Linked DNA regions of Gossypium hirsutum: region 1 is linked to region 2. Evidence: chromatin contacts called from public Hi-C data. All regions are on one chromosome and are shown on one strand. Each heading gives the region's core, a stretch centred on a gene start, on an enhancer-like site or on the middle of the called end of the contact. The rest is flanking DNA. Distances are from core to core; before and after follow the strand shown. Region 1 holds the start of LOC121211034 (ribulose-5-phosphate-3-epimerase, chloroplastic). Region 2 has its middle 18 kb from the start of TRNAT-GGU.

What was found. A called contact is a pair of places that touch in the nucleus more often than the background predicts.
Region 1: a contact with region 2 is called in a Hi-C map of leaf, with 4 times the contacts expected there. The contact joins the promoter of LOC121211034 here to the enhancer-like site in region 2. A contact is called at or near these places in 16 of 34 Hi-C or Micro-C datasets (anther, callus, cotyledon and 4 more).

The regions. Positions count from the first base shown.
Region 1 is chrA12:98,385,522-98,390,329 of Gossypium_hirsutum_v2.1, reverse strand. It overlaps LOC121211034 (ribulose-5-phosphate-3-epimerase, chloroplastic), which reads right to left and starts at 1,351. Exons shown (of 9, transcript XM_041083210.1): 1 at 1,004-1,351; 2 at 257-371; 3 at 31-171. The coding sequence starts at 1,113.
Region 2 is chrA12:98,272,699-98,277,500 of Gossypium_hirsutum_v2.1, reverse strand. No RefSeq gene overlaps it. Among protein-coding and RNA genes, the nearest start is that of TRNAT-GGU, 18 kb to the left of the region's middle. Within about 2 kb of position 2,355, at least 9 of the 9 cell types and tissues checked have an H3K27ac peak or open chromatin away from gene starts, as enhancers often do. A contact at or near this core is called in cotyledon, fibers, hypocotyl and 1 more, where this site is marked.

The DNA.
Region 1 (4,808 bases), core at 102-2,601, 110 kb before region 2:
CTGGTTAGTTAATTATGCAAAGCAGCATACCAAATGCACATCTAGTGGAAGATCTGTCACAGGTCGTAAGGCATCAACCACAAGAGGTCCAATCGTAATGTTTGGAACAAATCGGCCATCCATTACATCAACATGGATCCAATCACAGCCTGCCACTTCTACGGCTTTCACCTAGAAAAAACGCGACATGTGAACTTCAAAGACAATATTCAGATTGAGTTCAATACCTAAAGCAATAATGCAGCTGAACCAAAACCTGCTCCTCCAACTTAGCGAAATTAGCAGAGAGTATAGATGGGGAAACAATGATATCGCTTTTCGAAAATTTATCGACTCGAGCAGTTGCCTTCACTACTGTAGCAGTTCTCCTCCTAAACATTTAAGAAAAGAAAGTTACAAAAGCATATTAAAATTTCTTATGAGACCTTGAAGAACAAAATTCAAATCTGATTGAAATCATACGTCTAATTTGTATCTTTTCACTGCAATACAGTGATAACATCTATTACATTTGCAACCCTAAAAGGCGCATCCAAGATAGCAATTTTGCTCCAAAGTAAGCACCAAACCATGCAACTAAAGTTTCATCGAATTGCTTAGGCAATACACCAAACATTAAATAATCAATAACACTGTAATAAAATCCCAAAACCTTATTTGCTTTATTACAATTTAAGTACCAAATATTCTTGATATATATATATATATATATATATATTTAATTGTACAAGCCCTTTACTTTCATCACAAACCAGCTTCATTTGTGTTGAAAACATTACAGAATAATTTTTAAAAAAATGAAACTTTTTTCTGTAAAAAAGGTTTAATTATCGAATTGCAAACGAAATTAAGGTCCTTCACAAGAGAATGTCAACATTTCTGAACTGGAGTTTTTCGCAATACCCCAATAAATTTGCTTCTTTACCATCTAAAACTCTAAGGAATACACACACAAAATAAGAAGAGCAACCCAGAAAAGGAATTTAAAAATGAAAAAGATTACCTAGTAAAAGAAAAGGAACTGGGTTGAGAAAGATGGGTTCTTAGAAGCCTAAGTCCCCCTCCAAAGCCATTAACTTGAGTTGATGAACACAATGAAGAAGCTGTTGACATCTTTAATTTCCTTTTACCGTCTCTTTTCTTATCAAAAACTGCTCTCCGTTATATCTAATCTGTAATGGAGTTTGGAAATTAGAGCCTTAGTTTTTTTTTTGGTTTTTTTTTTGTATGTTAAAATCTCACCACAGAGTGACTTGGAGAGAGAAAATGTCAAAGAAGGCAATGACAAAGACAATACTAAATTCTTCAACAAAACTCGGAGAGACTTAAGAAGGAAATTATGTAATGGTAACACGTGTCGCTTTGATATATGGGTTACTTTGCTTTATCTTCAATGGTTGGCGCTGCGTACTGCTCAGATGTGCAAATTAATGGACACAATTAGATTTAGGTTTAGCCCATCAATTTAGTACCTAAAGCATGCTAAAGTTATATTTTTTCCCCACTTTTAGTAGACGTTAACAAAAAAAACATTGGATAGATTTGACCAATGAAAAATGTGCCATTTAGCATTTGTAGCCAATAAAAAAGGACCACTTTACCTTCTTTTATAAAATGTGTCATTTTTCTTTGAGAAAATATGTATAAACCATAAAAGAATTGTAAAAAATAGAAATAAAATATAAAAAACATATATGTCAATTATAAAAATTATCAATATATATAAACAATCTGAAATTTGTATATAATTTTTTATATATAATTTTTATTTTTATAATATTTATGGTTTATACACATTTTCTCAGAGAAAAAATATATAATTTTCAAAAAACACAACTTTGGTATTCTTCGTATACCAATTTGAGACAAAAAAAAGTTTAGATATCAAAGTAAAAAAAATAAATACACTTCGAGAGTTAAATCGTGAATTAAGCCTATATAGTTCTACCTAATGTTTTTTAAACCGAACCGATGGTCAAAGATGTCAAGTCATTGATTCATCGATCTGACCAATTTAACTAGTTTAATTAAAAAATTATTAAAAATTAAAAAAAATTTATTCAATCAATTCGTATCGACTCCTGATTTAATCAATTCAAAACCACTTCAGACTAGTAACTTGGTCTGTTCCCGATCCAATTAGCTGGTCTAGTCTAGTTCAAACAACACTAATTCTACCCCCTATTACTCTAAAAAGTGTTCGTAGTTTAGCATTATTTTTTAATATGTTTTTTTTTAAGTTTGATTTAAAATTTAAATGATTTTGAGAAGATAAAAAATTCATTTTATACATAATATTGTAAAGTAAAAAAAGGACCAAATTTTATTACTAGTTCATGTACTATATGTAAGTTATGGACTTAATTCTTATGTTTTAATTTGATTAGTTTTAGTATTTTTATATTTTTCAATTTTTAAAATTTTTGGCTTGACCTAAACATGAGCAATTAAACCTATTAGGTCAAATATGTCATTAAATGTGGTATTAAGTGTGCTACATAAAATTTTAGAAATAACGGGGTTTAATTTATTAGATTTAACGTCTATCGTTTGTGCTAGAGCTAAAATTTCAAAACTTGAAAAAGTACATAAGCTAAAAATGACCAAAATTAGAGTACAAAAGTTAATAGCAAATTTCTCAAGTAGAAAATATACAGTTACTAGTTTGTATATCGATGCTATACTAGGATTAATTGTATTTATAAATTAAAATATATTAAATAAATAGTTATGTTTATTTTAAATTATAATAAATAAATAAATATAAAAAATTGTATACAGATTATTACAGAAGGTTAGATTTATAAAATTGTTTGTTTAAAAATAAAATTAGAAATATTTTAAATAAAGTTTACAATAATTAATAAATACTAAAAAATCATGAACTTATGAATTACTTTTAGTATTGAATGAATTTAATTAAAAGCGATGAATAGGGATGCATTTCTAAAACAATCCAAAACTTGTCTATACTATATATATGACCATAATTTTTTGGAATATTTTTAAATAATTCTAAAACACTTATATAAAAAAAAGTTAAATAAAAAAAATTAAAATAACCTCAAATAATATAACTTGTTTTAAATATGGAGGGTTATTTTTATAATTTCTTAATTAAATTAGACTCGTGATATTAACTCAATTAAGGATTTCATTAGTAGTACAAATTATTAAACAACGAATCGGTTGAGTTGATAGTCGGATCAATTAGACTTGTCAAATCAAGAATTGATGATATGATTGGTTGGAGCATCGATTTTGAAAATATTGTTTAAGAGTAATAGTAACACTGCCGTCTACTGCTTTCTTGTTGCTACTGGTCAGCCACCATTTCAATCTGTAACTACCGGCCTCCGCCTTCAAGATGCAATCAGAAGTACCCAAGATAAAAGTTATAGATGAAAAGATGAAACCAAAAAATAAAATCTGAAGAAAAAAGAGAGATGAAAAGATGAAAAAGTTTAGGCGGCAAGGAAATTAGGGAAAATAAAAAAGGAGAACAAGTGGAAGGAAATAGGCTTTGTTTTCGGCCACGGGCCTAACCATATCTGGGCCTTGACAGTAATTTATAAATTAAAAGATTGGTCCAAGTGATATTTTAAGTTAGTTTTTTTTACTGAAGTGCTTTTTTTTAATAATTTATTATTTTATATTATTAAACAGTGAACCGATTAAACTGGTTGAATCGGTCAAATAAAAATAATTAATAATCTAACTGGCTCGACCACTAACCTGATTCTAAAAACATTGTATATGAAAAGAAGTGAGGAAAAAGCAGGGAAAAATGATTGGCCGGCGTTGAGTAGAAGCAGATTCGGGCCGCCAGTAGTAGACTTAAGTTCAGTCCACAATTGCACGGGGCCATTTTTGTTGCTTCTAATTTGGATCTTTTAGCCCAAAATTCCATTGGGTAACGTTTCTATTCATTTAAGTATATTGTAAGTAATAGCTTTCAAAAAAGGGTATATTGTAAGTACACCCTTAAAAAAGGTAAACAGGGTATACGAATTCTTCTAATTCCAAGAGCTTAGGACCAGCAAAATTTTTTCGATTTTTGAATAAAAACCAATTTTAAAGGAGATCAAAATAGCTCTTAAACAGTGAAAAGATGGAACCATTGAAGCATTTAATGGGATATGTTAAAACTTTTTTTTTGTTGGGGGGGGGGGGGAATTAAATTCTAAGACAGAAAGAGGATTGATTTTTGGGACGGTAAAATGAAAAAAGAAAAATTAGCTCTTGGAAAGAGGATTAATTCTCTATTATACAAATGGTTATAATTTTAAGTTGAAGGGTTTGACAGCTCAATTTTTTTTTTGTGTGTTTGTAAAATAAGGAAGTTGAATACAATTAGTCGTAACAAATTTTGTAATGGTCACTAACGCTTTTTTGTAGGGATATTCATGAATTTTCAATACAACAGGATTATTTATGCCTAAAGCTGTCATAGTATCCGCCACCATATTCGTTATGTGTAGTATACAACACCTTTATATTTAGAATAATGAAGTAAATTTAAAATTTTTATATAAAAATATATTTAAAAAAACATATTAAAGTTATTGATTACTTTTATTTACTTGAAAATTTATTATTTTTCAAAAATATTTATATATTTTTTTGAAATTTTATCTCATAAAATAAATTTATTTTATCAAAATAAATCTAAAAAAATTAATATAAATAATTGTGATTTAGTTTTTATTATTATTTTAATTTAATAAATTTGGCTATCTACTTTTACAATGGCATTAGTTAGTTCCTTAACTACTCTAATTAAAATGATAACATGAATTTGTCACACC
Region 2 (4,802 bases), core at 1,106-3,605:
ACTTTAGTAATAACTCGGTTATCAATTTCGTTAATATTACCAGAGCTATCACTTGAAGCGATCGCTTCATACTCCGCCCTTTTATCCTTTAGTTTCTCCTAATAAATCAATCAAAGAGTTAGAAATGAAATATATAATCAAAACAAATGCAACATAACTTAAAATTATTTGCATTACAAACGATGAATTAAACCATTATAATTAAACATGATAAATATTTAAAATAATTCAAATTTTATTAAGTAAATATACCATAATTTCTACAGCTTCAGTAGTCGTAGGAGATCCATTTTTCTTTCTATGTGTAATGTCAAAAAGTTGAAGGCGTCCAACTTTTTTACCAAAAGATTTTTCCTACAATATAATAGTAAAAATATTATTTAATATAAATTAATTAGTATTTGACACAATTAATAGATTTAAAATACCTCGTCCTCAGCTACACAACCAAAACTTTTCGACCAAGCTGTGTGCATGAATTTTTGTTTTTGCCTACTTGTAGTGCCAATGCGCTCACGAGCCGACATTATGAAATTATTATTACGTATATAGAAAATACTAAAAACCAAAATAATTATACAAGTTTGGAAGTACGTAATCTCCTTTCTTTGAATTCCAAAATCTAACTGCATCTTCCAATTGGTATCTCAGCATTCCCGGCGAGACATTTCACTTTTTTAAGAGAGATAATTATGAATTCCGAAAAATTATTTTTCATAAGCTTAAAAATTAACATGAAATATATGTTGAATTGAAAAGGAAAATTAATAAACCTAAAAATGCATCATTTTGCCATTTCACTTTTTTTTTTCCTCTTTTATTGTTTGTGTTTTGCTTTTTGACTTTTTAATCAATATTAAGTGCTTCCCCAAATTATTATAAACATAAGCTTTTTCATTACTATCTATATATACACTCATCAATATATATCCATATGAAATTTATTTTCAGAGTTTAGAGTTTTAGGGTTTAATATTTAAGGTTTAATGGACTAAGGGTTTAGTGTCTGCAGTTTAAGGTTTTATGGTTTAAGGCTTTGGATTTAGGGTTTGTGGTTGAGGGTTGAAGGTTTAGAGTTTATTATTTAGGGTTTAAGGTTTAGATTTTAGGGTTTAGGGATAAACATATGCATAATCAATTTTTTTAGGGGCTGAAATTAAATTGTGAGTAAAAAATGCAATCTCATCATTTTGATAGCATATATTTTTATTATTTTTAAATGATTAAATCAAATTTTTTCATTTTCAGAGGGACAAAGTGTAATTTTGCCTTTAAAATTTTTTAAAATTTCAAAAAGCCTAAATGAAAAATTTTTCATTTTACGGAGGTCGAGACCCTTTCAGCCCCTAGTTATGCCCCTAAATGTATATTAATTATAGGGTTTATGATTTAATTGAATATGATTCACTTGATGTAAGACCCAATTTGTGCCCGAACTTACTCAAAAACTAAAAAACAAATCAAAATATAAAATAAATAAATAATAAAGTCCAATGTCCATTTTTTACATAGCCCAACAACCAAAAATAATAGATCCAAAAAAATACATGGCCCAAAACAACAATTCCTAGCCTACTGCCTAGTGCTGCAACATACACCAGCAGCTTCCGCAGAGTCCCCAGCCTCTATGCTCCACAACGGCTTCCACGCGCGTCATTGCTCCTGCACACGCGTCACGCCATGCACACCTGCAACAGACTAATAATCACAACAGCAAGCAGCAATTGACAGCAAATGATAGTAGGAAAATTTGTATTTTTTCTTATTTATTTTATTTTCTATTTTCGGCTATAAAAACCGAATGAAAGGATGTAAAAAGGAGACGCATACAAATCTGTACAAAAAGTTTGAATAGAGAAATGAATTCAAAAATAGTTTCCAAGAGGTGATTCTAAGTCCCATTTTTTTCTCTTGATTTGGCTTCTATTTCTTCTTTGATTTTCATTATTGTAAGTAAAAAACAAATAAACAAAGGCGTAGATACTTATCTTCTTGAGGAGGCTTTCAAATCCTTGTTTGCTTCGTGGTAGTCGAGGCCTAGATGGGGATTGAGGTTAAGCCGAGCAAAACTCTCGGATTCATGGTCGAATGGGGCTAGATTAGGCCTTCACACGATGTCCATCGGCTAAAATATGGAAGCCAAAACGGCGGTGGGGGCAAGGAATTGTCTGGTTCGGCTGAATGAGAGAAAGATAGGAGGGCTTCTTTGCTTTGATTTTGTTTAGAATAATTAGGGATTCATTTTAGGTTTTTTTTTTTTCCTTTTGTTTTTTATGAAATAAACAAAAAGGCACCCTTTGAGAAAGGGGGAAAGATCCACGTGAAAACCCGATTCAGAAGTTGGATTTGTGCCTTTTTATTTCAAATGGGTAATTTCCACGTTTGATCCTTCTCCCTTGCGCCGATCTTCAATTGGATCCAATTTGCGTTGCACTTTTTAAAAAAAAAAAATTTCTGGGAATTTGTATGCTATTGCGATTCGATCCACGTCTAAGCTCAGCGTTTTGGAACGTGGATTATTTCCAGTTCTAATCCCTATACATTTGGAAAGATGGCGCATAAGTCCCTATTTTGACTCTAATAGTTTATTTTTAAATTATCCTTCCAATTTTAACTCAATTTTAATTTAATTTTCTATTTGTATAGCTTATTATTTCAAAATGTTTTTTAGCGTTTGTACATGTGTTAATCCCGTTTAATATTTGTACAATATTTCTTTAAATGTTTTATATGTATTTGTACATGCTTTATTTTGATTGAGATTTTTATAATGTTTATTGTTTAAAATTCATTTATTTTTTTATTGATCTATATTAATATTTTTTTCTTTTTTTTTTCTGTGTTTTATTTGTAATTAGGCTGTAGTTTTTGTATTATAGACTTTTAATACTTTGCATAGCATTTAACTCAAATCTTTTTCTATACTTGTACCTATATTATTTTAAATTGAATCTTCTATTCATTATGAATTTTGAAAATCCATTTAGCTTTTTTTCATATGTGTGTCAAATTATTTTAATACCTTATTTTATAAAATCATTATCTTGAGAGTTGTATTTATATCATATTATTTTAACTATTATGTAATGTCTCATTTAAATATTTTTTTACATATATTATTTTAATGGTTAAATCATTATTTTAAAAATCATTTTCTTTTTGTTTATAAAATTTTCGTTCTGAAATTCTTTATATCATATTCTTTTAATATATTAGTTAGTATTTCATTTAAGTGTTTCCTTATATATATCTGTACATATATAGAAAAATTAATTTAATCTTGGAGGCATTTCCATATTATTTTTATAAATAATTATTTCTAAATTTGTATATGATTTGTAGATTTATTATTTTCTAAGATTATGTTTCATTATATATTTTATTATCTTTTCGTATTTTATATATAAATAAAATTCTCTTTCATTGTATTCTCTTTCATTGTATGTAAATTGTCAATTTTAAACCAATATTCTTTAATATTTTGTATATTATTTGATTCAAAAATATTTATTTTATAACACATATATTAATCATTACGTATATATCTCTAATTTGTTTTTTTACAAATAAGTTATAAATTCATCAATTAATTAATTCATATGTAGTATAAATTATTGATTCATTAGTTCTTTATTATTTTAAAATTGTTTCACTGCATTGACTTCTAATTTTCATTTTATTTTGTATGTGTTTTGTTGATTGTTTTATGTTATGCCGTGTTTATTGTTGTTGTATATTATTTATACATAGTTTTATTGGTCATATTAACTGTCCTTTATTCATGCTTAAAGATTAAGTCACATTTTACTTAGAATAGTTGTACTTAATTGTTGGGTTTATTAATTGTGGTTCATTGCACTTTATGTGTGCATGTTATCTCATGTTTATTAATCTTTTTTTTATATATCAATGTTCTTTGTAATCCATTAAATGTTCCATCGTATTTTAAAACAAATAAATGTGCTTTAAGCTAATTTCCAATTTTTCTTATCATTCAAAGATTCTAAAATAAGGCAATGTTCAATATTTGGGAATTCGGAAATCGTGCCTTACCGTGCTAGGTATAATTTTTCGTTGAACTAAATATTTGGATATCCTTTTATAATTTTAGCGTTCGAGCTTTTGAGAGTCAAAATCAATCGTATTTTTAAAGATATAAAGGATCGTGTCCAATCGTGCTGGATATGATGCTGCATATCTTTGAAACGAGAGAATTTTGATAGCTAACTTGAATTACTCAAACATTTTAAAAAGAACCATACTTCGAAAGATCCTTTTTAAAATCTTTGATATAAGGATAGTATTGAATCAATTTCGTACCAATTTTTGGGCATAATGAGGGTGCTAACCCTTCCTCATGCGTAACCGACTCCCGAACCCATTTTTTTTTAAAATTTTACGTGAACCAAAATTGTTTTAAGTGGAACAAAACGTTTTAATAAGTAACCCAATCACACCTAAACAAAGTGATTGGTGGCGACTCCACATTTTTGTTTTCAAAAGTCGATCCCAGTTTTTTCAAATATAAAAAATGATGGTGACACTTGAGATTGTAAAAACTCGAATTCAAGTTGGATTTGTAATTTGAGACGTAAAGTTTTATTTAAGTTGGATTCAATTTTATAAGATTCAAAATAAAAATCGAGGCATTCAAAAGTAGTTGATTAAGTTTGATTTTGTAATTTTGGGGTGGGGGAACTGATTTTCAGAAAAAGACCAAGGCATTTCGGGGATAACAAAACGGAGTCGTTTCGCAAAAAAAAAACATATTCGCGGCGTTTGGATAAAAACGCCACTATAGC